Linked DNA regions of Sus scrofa: all the other regions are linked to region 2. A link is a contact called in public Hi-C and promoter capture Hi-C data. All regions are on one chromosome and are shown on one strand. The core of a region is the stretch at or near the end of the contact, and the rest is flanking DNA. Distances in the headings are between cores, read along the strand shown. Region 1 holds the start of INTS7 (integrator complex subunit 7). Region 2 holds the start of PPP2R5A (protein phosphatase 2 regulatory subunit B'alpha). Region 3 has its middle 67 kb from the start of DTL.

Region 1 (2,924 bases), core at 33-2,532, 200 kb before region 2:
AAAACCAAACAAAACAAATAAACAAAAAGAGTACCCCCCCTAAAGTCAATGTAGTGACCAAGTCAGAGAGCTGGGAAGTGACTCCGATTGGACTTAAAGGAAGAGCGTTCTGCTAGTCCAATTCTTGTTTTTTACACACAAAAATTAATGTATGCCAGATGTTTCCCCCATTCAATAAAAAGCATTTAAGTACACTGAACAAAAGTTTCATTTTAATACTTGAGTTTTTTACTGACAAAGATCTCCCCCTGCCTCCCATATGTATGGGTAAGGCAATTTTTTTTCTGCATTTAATAAAGACTTCTCTTGCACATCATTAAATCACTTAATATTGACAACAATCTTGCCAGCTCAATGGTACTTTACCCACTTTGCAGAGAAAAAAACCAAGGTTAGGTGAAGTTAGGTCACCTGTCCGTCATCATAAAATCAGCGGAATTAAAATTCAACTCCGTCTACCTAAAGCTCCTTCTACTACACCAAGCTCCCAACCCCCACTTCACCCTTGCCCAGCCGACTCCACCACCCACCATCCCTCCCACGCCCGTAAGGAAATAGAACTCGTGGAATCTGTCTGCACAGAATGAGCAAGGGCTGTGCTTTTCGGATGGACTTGTCCCTATTTAACCTGCGTAGTAACTGGCAGGTAACAGTTACAGAAATCAAGTGAATCGCAATAAAATCGGTCCAAGGTTATTATTCAGCACTCTTTTGGTGAAGACCTGGTCTCAATCGACTATAATGAAAACTAATTTCTCAATTTCAATGTAGCATTTTTAGAAACTGCTCGGAAAATCGGGGGACTGTGCCCTCAAGCGGTCAAGACGGGCCCATCACTGGAGTTTTCTACTTTTTCAGCGTGTGTGAGGCCCATCCGGCAACGCTGCAATTTTCAGGAACAACCTCCCCAAGCTGCAAATGCCTTACCAAAAGCACAAGCACCCGCGCCTGCCCCGCCCAGGGAAGATGTGCGCATGCGCCTTCCCAGCCTCTTCCTAGGCTACCACCGCCTGGTGGCGCCAGTTCCCCCCACACCCGTTCCACCCGCTTCGCCCGCTCTTTCGCATACCTTTGTCTAATTCCATAAGGGCAGAGTTAGCATCCAGCTCCTGTTCGCCATAGCCAGCATCTGCCAGAAAAGACTTCGTTGAGTTTGACGCCATGATCCGAATAGTTACTCGACTAGCCTATTCAGAAAGATTGCAAACTCTGCCTCAGCCCCGCCATCTTCTTCCACCACCTTCTCGCGGATTTTTCCTCCGCGCTCTGCCGAGCCGAGTTACGCATGCGCCCAGGCCTCCCCGCCGTTCGCCGGCGCCTCTGCGGCCCCCCGCGCAGGCGCTCAGGGAGCTCTGGAACTCTAGGTTCCCGCGGCTGGGAGAAAAGGAGGCGGAGATTCGAAGGGGGAAGTGACTCGGACGCGCCCGGACGCCGCGGCGGGAGCCAATCAGAGGGCGTGACGTCAGTTTGGCGGGGAGTTTGGTGGCCGGGGCTTACAGTGGCGGGAGTTGGAGGCAATAACTCGTCGTGTTCTGAAGGGCGCAAGAGACGGTTTCTGCTGCATCGGGGGGCTTTTCCGCGGCTTTTCCTTCACTTGAGCCTTTCCCTCCGGCCCAGATGCTCTTCAGTTCGGTGCTCCGCCAGCCCCAATTTGGCGTCCCAAGGAGTGGTGAGTAACGGCCCTAACCGCTGCCTTTGGCCGGCGGATCCACCTCCCCCGTAACAGCACCTCAGACCAGTGCCCACGCCGATGCCGTTTCCCAGCCGCCGGGTTCTCCCGCAGCCGAGCGAGTTCGCGGAGGCGAGGAGTACCGAGGAAAGCTGCACTTGCGGGCCCTCGAGACACGTTCCGTCGTAATCGGGACTTTTTCGGTCAGGACTGTGGCCTGACGGAGGGAGGGACGTTGAGTTCACTGGCCTCCATTACGGCCTGTGTCCATTTTGCTCATTAAGTGGAAAATGCGTGCATCTGAGTAGGTGTGGTTCTCGCAGCAGCTACGCGAGGCCGTCCGGACTCATATTCATTGGTGAATTCATTCATTTGTGGTAGAACCTTAGTGAGCCCGACTATTTGCTGTGTACACCAGTGAAAATGACCCGCTGTTAGGGAACTCCGTCAAGCAGAGAAGATAGCACATCTGCTTTTAGCATGGTCAAATTTTTTTCCTCCCGATTAACACATGGGCACAAAAATCCGTAATTGCAGAGCGAAAAATGCTTATGAGCGTATGTCCCAGAAATGACGGCTATGAATAGATTGAAATATCTTAATCCAGATGTTTTTCAATGTCAGAGGTAATAATTGTTATTTACAGAAATGGGGTAAAAATGTTTTGTCTCGTTTTTCACTTTAACGGTGTAACTTGGAACTGTTGCCGTATTAGTATCTAGATATCTATCTTGTTCTCTCCAGTTCTTTAAGTCCCTTAGGTTAAAACATTGGCAATGAGAATTTTGAGTTTAAGTTTGGTATCATCAACCTGAAACTTTCTTCTTAGTTTCTGATAAGGGAGTTACTACCCAGACAGACTAAGCATGGATACAAATGAAATCTCATTCATTTAAAGATAAACTAGGTCTTCCTTCCCCCTTGAAATCATGTGGAAAACAAGAAGAAAACAATCTGAGAAGGGAACTTTTTATATTTAAGGCATAGGTCTAGGAAAAGGATATTGAGAAGGAGGCTGGGGAGTAGCTCCTCAACTTCCTGCCTTTTAGACTTTTTAATTATACTCTAAATGCCTTTCTCTCCTGCAGCCTTGCTTAAGTAACTTTTCTATACTGTGTCGTGAGTGTCACTACAGCACGGTAGTTAGAGCTCTGTCTTTAAACTTTGAGATTTAGTTCCACCTCCAGTCCTTACTTATCTGCTTGACTTGGAGCAAGCTATTTATATTTAGCCTTTATTTTGTAACATATTTTCT
Region 2 (2,972 bases), core at 285-2,784:
TACAAGGAAGAGATCCTAGCAAAAATAAATGGCAAGCCCCCAAATCCACAAACCACCGGTCAGCGAATCTGCACCCCTCCTGTTGAAGCAGTTTCAGCCTCCGGCTGAAGGATGAAAATTAGAAGGATACTAATTTGGGAATGAGACTCCTCTTCTTGGAGGGTGTGGTCTTGGGAAACGCTTTGAAGTGGTAGACGCTAGACTGCCCCAAACTCGCGCTAGAACAGCTCTCAGGAACCGCAGTGCCCAAACCACCCTAGAGCTACATGTTTATCCTGTAACTACCAAGTGCACGGCTCAGGGCGGGTGAGGCTCCAAGGCCCGCCCAAGAGTTCAGCAACTCTCTTCAATTGGGCGAGCCATTTCCTTGCCTTCCGCGGGGCCGCTTCAACCATCAATCACTCTGCTAGTTCCACTACCAGGCCTTTGCTCCGCCCTCTTTCGGTGACGTAACACCTGGAGCTCTTTCGCGGCCCAGCCCTCAGGCGCCCCACCAGTCGCTTCAGTTCCTCATTGGTCAATAGAGAGCGGAGGGACGGGAAGGGGCGTACTATTTTCTCTCTAAACTCCCACCTCTAGTTTTCCAGTCTTCTCATAGGCTGCCAGGAGAGCAATTAGAGCCCGGCCCTGTCGCGCAGGCGTGCAAAGGTGCTCACCAGTGGAGGGGCACCTCCCCTCAATCCTTAGAGAATTAGTTACACAGTTGTGACGTAAGTGGGCCCCCCTCCCCCGCTCACCGCCTTCACTTACTATTGGCTGTGGCCGAAGTCCGTCACACAACCACGCCCCATTCCCCTGCCTTACCTCCCAGCTTGATAGACCTGCAGGAGGCCACGCCTCACCCTATTGCGGCCGCTTAGCCCCGCGATTGGCTGAAAGACATGGTATGCTTTCCCACCCCCTACTCCTTCCCGAGCAACCGAGAGGCTGGCGGGACCCCGCGGAAGTTGTCAGTCAATTTCCTCCGTCCCAACCCCGCGAGGCCCCACCCCCGGGCCGCGCGCCCTGGCGCGCGCGCACACGCACACACACTCCCCCCTTGCTTCTCCCCAGCACCTTCTCAAGTTGTAGCGGTCGCTCGCTGGGGGTTCTCTGTGGGCGGCGGAAGGGCGCGTGGGGGAGGGGGCTCGGACCGCCCGGGACTTGGAGGAGAGAGTGTGTGTGTGCCCCCGGGGCCGGGGCAGCGGGTCGCCGCCCTGGGAGATGAGGGCTCGGCGCTGACAGGGAAGAGCGGGCACCGCGGCGGTGGCGGCGGCGGCTCGGAGGGGACCCGCGATGGCAGCGCCTCGGGAGGAGGCTCCAGGCAGGGCGGGCTGCGCTGGCAGCGGCCGCTGAGGTGCTGGCGGACCGGCCGGCTGGGGACCCGGGCTGCAGGGACGAGAGGCGCGTTCGGCGTCCGCACCCCGCGTCCTCGCCTCAGTTGTCTAAACTTCGGGCTCCAGTCCACCCGCCCTCCGCTCCCGGAGTCAACAACTTCTTCACCCCCCTCCACCCCCGCCCCCGCCCTCCGTCAGCCCCGGGAGCTCGCCGCGCGGCGGGGACCAGGACTCGCCGGCCCTGAGATGTGGCCGTGAGGCGTCGGCGGGCGGCGAGGAGAAGCTCGGCGGCGCCCGGGAGCGGGAGGGCGGTGCGGCCGGAGGAACGGGGCGGAGGGGCGCGAGCGCTCGGCGCCTCTCCCCCGCCTCCTCCTCCTGCCGCTGCCCGTTCCGTGCAAGCAGCAGCCGGAGCTGCCAAGCGCCAGGGCCGCGGAGATGTCGTCGTCGTCGCCGCCGCCGGCGGCGGCTGCCAGCGCCGCCATCTCGGCCTCGGAGAAAGTGGACGGCTTCACCCGGAAATCGGTGCGCAAGGCGCAGAGGCAGAAGCGCTCTCAGGGCTCGTCGCAGTTCCGCAGCCAGGGCAGCCAGCCGGAGCTGCACCCCTTGCCCCAGCTCAAAGGTAACCTTCGAGGGCGCCGCCCGGGAGGGAGCGCGGGGGCCGCAGAGCCACTGCCTCCTGCGGGCTCCGTCTGCCCCGCTGGGGCTCGCGGTGTGCGAGTCGCGCCCCCCACGCAGCCTTGGCGTCCCCCCGCCTTTTGATTCAAACAGGTTTGCGAGCTGCTTTTCTCATCCCTCCTGGCTTCACCTAAGCCTCAGCTTCTTGGAGGAGGTCGACATCCCTCCTCACCTGCGCGCTCGCTCACCTGCCCTGGCGATTGGAACTCTCCTCCCTCGGGCGTCCCTCGGGGTCGAGTTCGTGTGTCCTCCTTCCCCATCTTGCTTGAACTACCTGTCTTATCTTCCGACCTTCACTTTCCCGAGACCTGCCTTCTCTTTCAGCCACTCTAAACTAGCCCTTTACTTTTCCAGTTTTAAAGCGACCGTACTCACCCTCTCCCTAACTTCCCTTCCTGTGGATCCTTCCCAAGAGTTACAGACCCGGAATCCTAATGCAAACACCAGTGAAGAGTTATCTGGCCTTTAGATTTATTTCTGCAGAAAAAGCCTAAAAATCTAACCAGGGTGGTGTCTTATTTACGGGGTCATTAGATTTAAATGTCACCCTTTAGCCCAAATAATGGGAAGCCTTAAAATACTGTCTGAGAAGATAGACACGGTAAATTTGGAGGAGTTCTGAAGAGTAGATAGTGTTGCCTTGCAATGGAGTGGGAACTTAGTTCGCCAAGCTGATTCCAGGGACTTGGTACGTTTGTACAGTCATTCAAATTGGTATCCGTGCCTAATGCCTTGCAGGAGAGCTTGGCACTCCTTTTGGCTCACTTACTTTTCCCACTAGGTTTAGAGGATTAAAAAAAAAAAAAAGAAATTGGTTTCTGGTGTTCTAATTCTTATTCTTTGTGGATTACTGCTTTTTACTTTTATGATTTTACCAACTTTGCTTTTTATGAGATAACATCATCATGGAACAAGATAATAGTCCTAAACATTAGGGTTTTTTCCCTGACAAAAAACCCCCAATCATCTGTTTTGCGGAGT
Region 3 (2,801 bases), core at 251-2,750, 130 kb before region 2:
CTGAAGCTTAGAGAAGTTGAGTAACTTCCCCAGAGTTTTCAAGTGGTAAAGCCAGAACTGAACCTGGCAGTCTGGCCACCCTTCAGCTCCTTCTGAGAGCTGAAGTTGCAGGAGGCTGAGAGGAAGCAAGCTCTAATTATGATTCCTCCAGCCTCCAGCATACTAAGAAAATTACCTATGGTGTCTGTGTTATTCACGTCATGTGATACTGCATGTTATACTATATTGTCCTATGCATGTGCATTATTAATTTTTAAAATATGTTGTGAGATCCTTGAAGATAGGGATTATCTTCCACTAAATCACTGCACACATGCCAAGCAAATAAATAGTTCAGTAAGTATTTACTCACTGGGGCTCAAAATTGCCTGAGGACAGACCTTAGGTAGAGAAAATCAGAACTGCATCTTAAAGATCTAGGCTTCCAAGTCTCATCTTATAGTTGAGGAAACTGAGGCCTAAAAAGCGGAGTCAAAATGGGACTCAACCCTTCCTTCAGGGCAGAGCTATCCTAAATTATTCCGTCGTCCCGCCCCACTCCCCAGCACCCCCGCCAGCCCTGTGACCAGGGCTGGGACTCTGTGTTTATCATCCAATATAAGACTTTAGGGTCCATTGACCATAAGACCATTAAACTCTGATGCCATTCCAGTTCAATTAGATTTATAGCTGGGATTGAAGGAACCTTAGAAGTCATGTTGCTTGACTCTCAGGTTATAGGTGAAGTAACAGGCCCAGCGATGGCACATGACCTCCCAGTCATCATCACCTGGCCAGTGGCCTATCATTTAAATGAGGTGCCCCTGCCCAGAGGGAGCAAAGACACAGGAAACACAGGTTGACATTGCCCTGGTTGGAGTGTGTATGTCAGGGCGGAAGTGGCAGTTGTTCTCTTCCCAAGTCAAACCAGTTTGGGGAATACTTTCCACTCTTGCGTGGAGTAATCGGTGGCTTGCCCATGCTCACCCTCTCGCCTCTGTTCTCTAAGCACAACTGAGGCCTGTGCCCAAGCTGGCACCTGATTCCACCACTCTTTCCGTCCTTGTCTAGCAGCCTTTCCCTTCTCAGCAACACCTCTGGCCCAATGACCGGGTTAGGACTGTCACACATGCACAGATTATAGTCTGGCTGTCCCTTTTCTCCTCTGCAGAGCTGAGGGAAATCAGTGTGTCCCCTCTGTTTTGCTCTCCACAGAAGCCAAGTGCCAGAGGAAAGAGAAGCCCCATTGCTTCTTTTAGGCAGCTTGGGCCCCGGCGTACGGAGTGAGTTGAAACATTGAAAAGGGCTGTTTTGACCTCACTAGACCTTAACAGTAACTTTTCTCAAGGTCAAGCCCTGTCCCTCCTATGCACGCACAAGCCCAGTAGGGATCAAGAGGCAGCACATATAAAAAGACCTGTCTGCAGACGGAAAGGGATTGTTCCTGAGAAGCCTGCAGAAACTGCAGGCAGCATAAGGGGGCAGAGCTCTACACGCAGAGTCTGGGAGGCTAACAAAGGGCCAGCTCTCCACAGACAGGAAGTTTGGAAAGTGAACTGCAGGGAAACTCATTTAGTGGAGAAGGAGAACCACCCTCCTCCCATTTCCCTCTGGCTAGGCTGGCACGGAGAGCTGGGCAGCTGCCTCATCCCCACCCACCCAGGTCTGCAAGCAGGTGGGAGAAATTTCACCTCTCCTGTACGGCTAAATCCCAAACCTGGATAAATTGGTCTATCTGCCTCCTATTGTCGGCACCCAAACAACCAAACGCTCCTGAGTCTCGCCACCAGGCAGACTGGTTCCATTGTTACTCAGGCTCACCAACCCCACCTGGACTAAAGGGTGGTTGAAAACTTTACTGCATTTCTCTGATCAGCTCACACTGCCGTCAACAACTGTTCCAACCTTCTCCACTCTCCTGAGACCTTGGATGCCCTCCCTTCCACAGACGTCATCAGGTTTAAGTCCTTCTTTTATGACTCTAAGTACTTAACCCGGCAGACACTACCCTTCCTTCTTGCTTCCCGTGACACTGAAGCGTTTTCCTTCCACTATATAACCCAGGGCAACTCCAGCCCTGGTGTTCTATATTCCCTCTTCCCCCACCTTCTCATGAACCTTATCTGTAATTTATCCAGTCTCACTCCTGTTTATCTAGTCTCTCTCTACTGGGTTCCATCTCATGGTTGTTTAAACAAACTGCTATCTCTTTCACACAAAAAAGAATCCTTTAGCATGCACCCTCCTCAGTCTATGGCTTTTCTCTCTTTCTCTACACAATCTAATTTCTCAAGATAAAGCCGTTCTCACCTCCCATTTAACCTTTAACACACTCCAATCCGGCTTTTGCTGTCATTACGGAGGCAGCTCTTGCGATGGTCATCACCAATATCCGTGATAAATACAGTGGTCATCTTTCAGTCCTCATCTTTCCTCTTCAGCTTTTGATTCTGTTGAGTGTTAAATGACCATTCCCTCTCTCTTAAAAAAAAATCTTCCGGAGTTCCCATCGTGGCTCAGCAGAAACAAATCTGACTAGCATCCGTGAGGACACAGGTTCGATCCCTGGCCTCACTCAGTGGGTTAAGGATCCAGTGTTGCCATGAGCCGTGGTGTAGGTTGCAGACACAGCTCCAATCTGATGTTGCTGTGGCTGTGGTGTAGGCCAGCAGCTACAGCTCCAATTCAACCCCTCACCTGGGAACCTCCATATGCCACAGCCCTAAAAAAAGACAAAAACAAACAAACAAAAAACCCCCCACCAAAAAAAACCTTCCTATGTCTCCTCTTGTTTAATGTCTATCTTTAACCACTCTTGCTCA

What was found. Promoter capture Hi-C pulls out the DNA fragments that hold promoters and counts their contacts. A called contact is a pair of places that touch in the nucleus more often than the background predicts.
Region 1: a promoter capture Hi-C map of fetal liver shows a contact between it and region 2, with 4 times the contacts expected there. The contact joins the promoter of INTS7 here to the promoter of PPP2R5A in region 2. A contact is called at or near these places in 3 of 5 promoter capture datasets (fetal liver, fetal skeletal muscle and liver), 1 of 47 Hi-C or Micro-C datasets (embryonic fibroblasts) and 2 of 2 datasets of contacts at active chromatin or transcription factors (alveolar macrophages and skeletal muscle).
Region 3: a Hi-C map of heart right ventricle shows a contact between it and region 2, with 2.9 times the contacts expected there. The contact joins the enhancer-like site here to the promoter of PPP2R5A in region 2. A contact is called at or near these places in 1 of 5 promoter capture datasets (fetal liver), 4 of 47 Hi-C or Micro-C datasets (embryonic fibroblasts, heart right ventricle, mesenteric adipose tissue and 1 more) and 2 of 2 datasets of contacts at active chromatin or transcription factors (alveolar macrophages and skeletal muscle).

What each region holds. Positions count from the first base shown.
Region 1 is chr9:131,273,987-131,276,910 of Sscrofa11.1, reverse strand. It overlaps INTS7 (integrator complex subunit 7), which reads right to left and starts at 1,282. Exons shown (of 21, transcript XR_002336047.1): 1 at 1,070-1,282. It overlaps DTL (denticleless protein homolog), which reads left to right and starts at 1,485. Exons shown (of 16, transcript XM_013979970.2): 1 at 1,485-1,669. The coding sequence starts at 1,618.
Region 2 is chr9:131,074,365-131,077,336 of Sscrofa11.1, reverse strand. PPP2R5A (protein phosphatase 2 regulatory subunit B'alpha) reads left to right here and starts at 1,534. Exons shown (of 13, transcript NM_001100192.1): 1 at 1,534-1,935. The coding sequence starts at 1,752. LOC106505045 (a long non-coding RNA gene) reads right to left here and starts at 2,257. Exons shown (of 2, transcript XR_002336046.1): 1 at 2,180-2,257.
Region 3 is chr9:131,206,885-131,209,685 of Sscrofa11.1, reverse strand. No RefSeq gene overlaps it. Among named protein-coding and RNA genes, the nearest start is that of DTL, 67 kb to the left of the region's middle. Within about 2 kb of position 1,500, at least 17 of the 83 cell types and tissues checked have an H3K27ac peak or open chromatin away from gene starts, as enhancers often do. A contact at or near this core is called in fetal liver, where this site is marked.